Regions from separate parts of the Mus musculus genome. Here region 1 is linked to region 2. A link is a contact called in public Hi-C data. All regions are on one chromosome and are shown on one strand. The core of a region is the stretch at or near the end of the contact, and the rest is flanking DNA. Distances in the headings are between cores, read along the strand shown. Region 1 holds the start of Ryr3 (ryanodine receptor 3). Region 2 overlaps Ryr3 (ryanodine receptor 3).

Region 1 (3,716 bases), core at 214-2,713, 100 kb before region 2:
TTCAAGCACCCGGAGAGTATTTCACTGTTCCCTGGGTTCTGCTGAAGTTCTAGCCATGGCTGATGGCGTTCCTCGGCCTTTCATCTATCAACATGTACTCTTGCCAGTGATGGAGACAAGAGTCTTTATCCAAAGGTTGGGCATAGAGGCAAGCATGAAAGGTAAAGTGCCACAATGTGTGGATGGCATGCTGTATTCCAGGCAGCCTTTAGAGGAGCTGGTAGGTTCAGACCCAGAGCTGCTACTCACCTACATCTTGAGGCACTTTCTTTTAAAACATTTTTGTTTTGCCCAGAAACTACTTGACCAGCATACAGAAGGGACACCCTGCACTCTGTGCTTTTAGAGGACCAATCTCACTGCTCCCAAATCCTAAAAAATCCACCCAAGGTCAGGTAAGGATTAGTAGCCTCCTAGGACACACTGTGTGCTCTCAGCAGCCTCACACTCCCCTGAGTCCAGAGGGCTAGCTCTAAAGTGCAGAGTATGGGTAAGCGTGGGCACAAAGAAACAATTCTGACGCCATCTGATTTCCAAATTGAGGACAGCTTCTTGAAGCTCCCAGGGGCTAGTGAAGCTCTATTCAATGGGGGTGTAGTGTCCTTATCAGATTAAAAAAACAAAAACAAAAAACAAAACCAAAACGTTTATTGAGTTTGTTCTTTGCCAATTTCATGCACGTGTACTGTGCATTCTGATTATTGTACCCTCTCCTTATCAAATTTTAAAGAGTGAATGGGTTCTCTAAAGAAGAGCTACCCACGGGGTTACAAACTTTGTTATGGATGAGCAGTCACCCTCAGTCTCTCCTTGCTGCATGAAAAAGGAACACCCATTATGGGTGGTGAGGTGGTGAGTGGTCAGCGCCCTGCTCCAGATGGGCACTCCCACCCAAATATGAAACCAATACTTACTCTCTCTCTCTCTCTCTCTCTCTCTCTCTCTCTCTCTCTCTCTCTCTCTCTCTCTCTCTCTCACACACACACACACACACACTCTCACACACACACACACACACACACACACACACATGCACCGTGCAAAGTGGACAAATCTAGAGGGTTTGTGCCCAATTTGGGGGCACTGAATCTAAGCAACTGGCCTTTGTGTAAGAGCCATCTTCCCGTCGCCGCGGGGCGCGCGTCTCCACCGAATGTGCGGTGCCGTGCGGTGCGGGGGAGGTTCCACGGCTCCGGCCCGGGTCCCTAGCTCTGCCCCACACCCGCCCGGCGCGCGCCGCGCTGCGCTGTCCGCGGAGTCCGTGGCTGCCGCGCACTTGGCTGGGGCGAGAGGAGAGAGGGGTGGGCGGGCTGCTCGCCTGGCATTGGCGCTCTGCAGTGCAGTCAAGTGTTAGCCCAGCTCCCTATATGGTCGGGGATTAGCTCGGCGCTGCTGAGGCTGAGCGAGGAGCAGGAGGAGGAGGACGGAGGAGGAGGAGGAGGAGGAGGAGGAGGAGGAGGAGAAAGAGCAGCGGCAGAGCAGCAGTCAGCGCACGCCGCTGCCTAGGGGAAACAGAGGCGCCCGAGGCTGGGGCGCAGCGCACGCCCTGGGAGCCATGGCCGAAGCGGGAGAAGGAGGCGAGGATGAGATCCAGTTCCTGAGGACTGTGAGTCTCGGCGGCCGGGCGAGGCGGCGGGCAGGTGGGGAGGAGCGCGGCGCGGTGAGGAGGGGCTGCGCTGCGCCGCGGTGCGGGGCGCGTTCTCCGCACTCGCAGGCTGCAGAGGCGGACCAGCCACCTCTCCGCGGTGAGGGGCTGAGTGGAAAGGGGCCCCTTCTTCAGCCTTTCCCCCTCATTCCGTGCTGCCACCTCACACTCTCAGGTCTCCCACCCGGGACTGCTCGCTCTCCGGGCAACTCGCTACTTGGTCTGAAACCCTTGATGCTCAAACTTCAAGCTGAGCTTGGCTTGTGATTCCTCCGACCCAGAAGATCAGAGGTGTTCCACAACCGGCCTCCTGTCACCTCCACACCTTGCCGGGTCCCTCATTCGAGCTGCCTTTGGGCTCTAGGGGACAGTCAAGAAAGGAGCCAATGGGGCAGGGGCGAGAGTGGGGATCCCGGTCTGGAAACCGGGCGCCTGCTTTTGGTGGCAATGTAGGGACTGATCAGAAGGGAATTCATCCAGTACTGTCCGTCTCCCTTCTCTTTAAATCTCTATTCAGCAACTGCTGCTAAACCTTACTTGACTCACCCGCGGGTGTGTGAGAGCTACTGTTTGTGCTCCAGGCTCCCAAGAACCCTGCAGAATGGGGAAATCCCGGTCTGTGGCTCCGCGTCATCAGGTCCCCTTCTTGGCGCTGGATGGAGGGCAATGCTCCATCCCAGATTTGGGGAACGGGGCAAAGTCCAGCGCTGCTATGCCTGTCTTCCCCTTCGGGAGTTAACAACTCAAGGTGGTCGACCACCTTGAAGGACAGGGGGCAGCAGGTTGCTTCCTAGGGCTGATTTCAGCCACCTGACCTTGAACAATTCATATAATCTTCTCTACGTAGCCTCAGTTTCCTCTCGTGTAAAATGGAGGCAAATGTAACTAGCATTTCATGAAAGATAATTAAATGAAATAGTGAATTCCATAATATTTTGCAACTGACAAATGCTTTATAAGTGCTAGGTGACGAGGTAGGTAGGTCTGGAGAATTAGAATGAAAATCTTACCTTGCACTGTCCTTTTTAAGAGCGCCCTGCTTCTTTCTGTCCTGGTCATAGAGGACGACAACTTTGCTCTGTCCATCTTTTGGAACGTTCCCTCTTGCTTTGCAGTTTCCTTCTAATAATTTTCAGACCCATCCTTACTTCCATTGTCTCTTCTTCAAACACAGTTCCTTGGTCAAGGCTCAGTCTTGGGTCTTGTTTGACGGACAGAGAAGACCAACCATTCTCCTAATACGTCCGAGAGGCCAGAAGCTCGTCTACTTTGTCCTGGTTCATCTTTACACTGTACACAGCCCACCCACTGTCTCAGGGCCCGGCAAACTACCTGTTCTTCCCAGAGCCCCGTGGGACCCTTTTGCTTTTCCTCCAACAGGTGTCCTCAATAGTGAATGACTAACAGCACAGGTGCTTCTGGATTTGTGCCCTCTTCAGCCATGTTGTTTGTTTGTTTGTTTATTATTAAAAGTCTAGGCACAGATAATTGAGGAAATTTTCTTTGGGCAGCTTGAGGCAGCTTGAAGATGAGACTCAAGGAGTTAAGGTTAGAGATCCGAAGCCTGACCTCAAGTCTTCATTTCATGTAGGCTGCTTGTCTTAGCTTCGGTAGCCATCTTCCCAGCCTTCTCTGTACTGGGCAGTGTTGTTGTAGTTGAGAACACCTGTAGCCAAGGCTTAAAATGGCAGTGGTTGTTTAACTTTGTCTCACCAGTTTTCTGGAGATCAGAGTAAATGGAACTCTTTTTAAAGCCAATCTAGAGACTCTGTGGGGCTCAAGCACCCTGATCAATAGTTCATTTGCAGAGGGCTGAGTATCTGCACAGCTCAGAAGGAGAGCTGAGGTCACCAGGGAGTGACTCCCAGGTATGACAAAACCAATTCTTTCTTCAGCAAAATTACCTGGATTTTTTTTTTAAAGGATTGTGAGGTAGTTTACATGAGGTAATCTTAAGTATGATCTTCATCTTATTCTTGCTTGGAACTGAGAGAGGTACAGGAAATCAAACGGCTTGGCTGTGGCTACCCAGCAAGTTGCTGGTAATTGTTATTATGTAATGTTAAGTTTA
Region 2 (3,749 bases), core at 443-2,942:
TGCCTAATCTGCAATCATCTGAGATGAACCAGAATGGGAAGCGAGGTGACTACCACAGTTGAAGCAAGTAATCTCCAATATGCCAGCATGCTGAAAAGGATTTGTTGTGAGTTTAGATGGGTCTGTTTATGATGTATTCAGGATGAGAAGCTTGTCAGATGAAGGAAACAGACTTCTCAGAATGAGCATGAGCAGCCTGTGTGGATTCAGTAGCTTGATTTTAGTCAAATTTGGGGAGGGAGAGATGAAATTGAGGCAGAAACATCACTGCTACATGGGTACTCACTGCCAGCTCCCTGGTGCACAGTACTCCTGGTATTGTAGGCAACATAAGGAAACAGCAAGGGGTAGGTGCCCTGTAGGCTGCCTCCGTTCCTTCAGTCCATTGCGTAGAAGCTGGTGTCTCACTGGCACCCTGCATTTGTCTTCCTCTGGCTATTTGTAAGTCTGTTCTTCTCACATATAAGTTGTCTTGCTGAGCTCTCAGGAAAAGTTAGAAGACATGTAATATTTAAATAACATTTTTCTTGAAACTATACAGCATCCAGCAATCATTTTGGCATCTCTAAGTTACTAATTAACAGGCAAATTTGTTTCATGTCTTTAAATATATGCCATGGCTGTACAATTCTGAGAATTCAATGAAAAAATCTATGTATTCTCTTCAAATTTGTATAGAGGGATGTCTGTGGCTGCTTGTGGACATGAGAAAAGGTCAGGAGAGAAGGCCAGCTCAGATCACAAAAATGAAGAAGTGTAGTGGGCCATCTGTTTTCTGAGCACGTTGTCTTCAAAGTTAACTCTTTGGTTCCTCTGGACATTTACTTTTTAGTTATTTACTATTTTGTTGTTAATAATTCGTCAGATCTGTCAAGATCTGAGTTGCAAGCTTGCCACATCAACTTTACCAGGTAGTAATTTTTTTTATCTTTGCTAATTCCATGAAAATTTGGAAAAGCAAAGAGAGGTTGCAGACCTTCTAAAAGTCTGTTCCTTCATTAGCAAATGATATTCTACGCAGGGCTGTGTGATGGTTCAGTGAGCTTCTATGGTTAATAAGCTTCAAGACAATGGACATGCCAGATAGTTTGTATCTGCCCTGTACTTCTTATCTTCTAGATGTTTTCAGTATTAACCAGTTTCATAAAGACATTTTAAGTCCAAATTAACCTCTGGGAAAGAATTTGTCACAGTTGTCTGCTGAGAAGTCTCGTGTTACTGTGAATGCGGTGTCCTCTCTGGATTTCTTGTGTGTCAGCTACACCTGTTGTTGTCGGTCACACATTTACTTGATGAGTACTTTCTTAGGGACCTATTCTAATGTGTAAGAGAATAAAACATGATGAATTCAATAAAGCAGATGGGGTCTCTCACCGCAGATACAGAGCTAGATTTGTGGGTTCCATGGTTTGTGATGAAAGAGTGAAGCTGTCTCATTTAATAACCTTGGAATGAGACCAAACAAGCCATGGGTTTGGGAGAAGAGGGCACTGACTTGGTGATGACCTCTCCAAAATGCCAGAGGTATGTTCCTAAGATGGATCTGGGCTTTGATGCCCCTCACCACATGGAGCCAACTGACAGTGGAAACCCTGGCTCGATTTCAGGCTTTGGAAGGGACAGCAGCTGGTGTTGTGTGGCATTCCATCAAAAACTGTGGTTGTCACCAATGGGCTTGCTTGCCATCTACCCTAGTCATGCTTGTCAGCAGAAGCCTCTCTGCTCTCTGGGGACAGGATAGGAAAGTCCCATGGCTTCCTTTTAGAGCCTTGAGTTTTGTTACTAGCGCTCAGAAGAATGAGACGTGGGTTTGTCCCAAATGACTGGAGCTGGACCAGCTTGGGGAGTGTGGCTAAATCAGGCTCCTGTACCACTGATGCGTTTTCAGAACTGTCCTCCAGTTCACCACTTTCACACCCTCCTACTTCTGCAGCTTCCTGTTTGCAAACAGACTTGCTTTTTAAATGAAAAAAAAAAAAAAAAACCTCACTTTGTATGCATCTGTGTCAGGGACTGGAGGAGGAAAGCCAGTCTTCCTGGTAGAAGGCAGCTGGGGTTGAGTGTTGCTGAAGAGAATAAGAGTCTCCTGAAGAATCTCACTTCTCTATCCCACTCTACTTGGTTTGAGGATAGGTCAATGGCAGTGGGTCTCAACCTTCTCATGCTGCAACCATTTAATACAGATTCTCATGTTGTGTTGACCCCCCAACCATATTATTTTTCTTACTACTTATATTACTGTAACTTGGCTACTGTTATGAATCATCATCTAAATATCTGATACCCAGGATATCTGATATGTGATGTCTGTGAAAGGTTCATTCGACCTCAAAAGGGGTCATGACCAACCAGTTGAGAACTATGGTCTGTTGTCTCTGAGCCTGAAAGACAAATGTACCAATTCTGATCATTATTATTTTGTCATTTCAAATATATTTTTTCACAGACAAAACCATCATCTCTTAAAGAGGATATTTGAATTCTAGCATTTATTCTTCTAAAAGGGCCTTGTGCCCTAAAAGAGAAGGCAAATCAATTTTGCACTTAGGAAACATGAATAAAAACACATTTGTGTTGTTCAAGAGCTCGTCTCACTGGCTCACATGGCTCTCATGTGATGCCTATCTTGGGCCAGAGTTTATTATATTATAAGACCCTTCTCAAGGAAGGAATGCTAGGAAGAGAAGCAAAACAAGTATGATTTCCAAAAGGACACAAGAGAACTCTGAATCCAAAGCAGAAAGAACAGTCCAAGTTGTAGTGGAATTCAAGAGAGGAGAGAAGATAGAACAGAGGACAAAGTCCTGACACCAGCATGGAGGTCATGTGTTTCCACAGAATTTTTAGGACAAACTGAGATGTCACTCTCTTGTAGGATTGAGATGAGTATAGTGTGTGTCATAGGAGTGAAAAGTGAGGTGCCCTGCAGACCTCTGACTTAGAGCAGGCCAGTCATGTGGAGAAATACTCTCACCCAAACTGTTGAAAGTGCATCTGTATGGAATGTTCTTCTCTAGTAAGGCCAGTGCTTCTATCTGTACAACAGCCTTGGTTTCTTGCCCCTGCTGACATCTGACTATTCTGGATGCTTCCTTGACTCTTTCAACATGAGAGCATCTCTGTCCTATGCTTTAGCTATAAGTGACTAGCTCTTCTTCTAACTTTATTATGCCTTATTGGTAATGGCCTTAATACCACAAGGGATTGTGGTATTAATATTTGAAAGGGTTCTTCATGGATGTTCTAGAATAAAGGAGAAGGCATTCCAAACACTCTGTAAAGTCACCAGTGAGGGGTCTTGGAATTAGTGTCGTTTAAGAATTCTTCAGGTGCATTTAATAAGATCATAACCATATAATATAGAATTGAAGTGTCTTTCAAATTTCTTAATGAACTTTTTCATCTCTATTTGTTATGCTTGTCATACCTTCAGGAATCCCAGACTCCTCTCCCTCCCTAACTAAACTGAAATTAATCACACTATAAAATTCTAATAAAATATTATTGATTTAAAAGCACTCTGTGACAAATTGGGATAAAAGTCACATTGAAGAAAATGCGTATTAAGAAAATTACCTAGAACTGAGAATTTATAGAAAATAGTGGCTTTGAGCTGAGACTTTTCCAAATCATCTTAGTATTACAGCAATCTAGATTTAGAGAAAGTTGTGAGTTGGTCCCATGAAGTCAAAATCTTAGCAACAAAAGAGAAGGAAATGGAGAAAAAGAAAAAGAATTACCTAATGTAT

What was found. Hi-C and Micro-C count contacts between places; a contact is called where the count stands out from the background.
Region 1: a contact with region 2 is called in a Hi-C map of myocytes, with 2.7 times the contacts expected there. The contact joins the promoter of Ryr3 here to the enhancer-like site in region 2. A contact is called at or near these places in 1 of 39 promoter capture datasets (hippocampal neurons), 2 of 484 Hi-C or Micro-C datasets (cerebral cortex and myocytes) and 1 of 115 datasets of contacts at active chromatin or transcription factors (neural progenitor cells).

What each region holds. Positions count from the first base shown.
Region 1 is chr2:113,214,830-113,218,545 of GRCm38.p6, reverse strand. Ryr3 (ryanodine receptor 3) reads left to right here and starts at 1,463. Exons shown (of 104, transcript NM_001319156.1): 1 at 1,463-1,606. The coding sequence starts at 1,556.
Region 2 is chr2:113,113,579-113,117,327 of GRCm38.p6, reverse strand. The region is part of intron 1 of Ryr3 (ryanodine receptor 3); the gene reads left to right. Among named protein-coding and RNA genes, the nearest start is that of Ryr3, 100 kb to the left of the region's middle. Within about 2 kb of position 1,692, at least 4 of the 459 cell types and tissues checked have an H3K27ac peak or open chromatin away from gene starts, as enhancers often do. A contact at or near this core is called in myocytes, where this site is marked.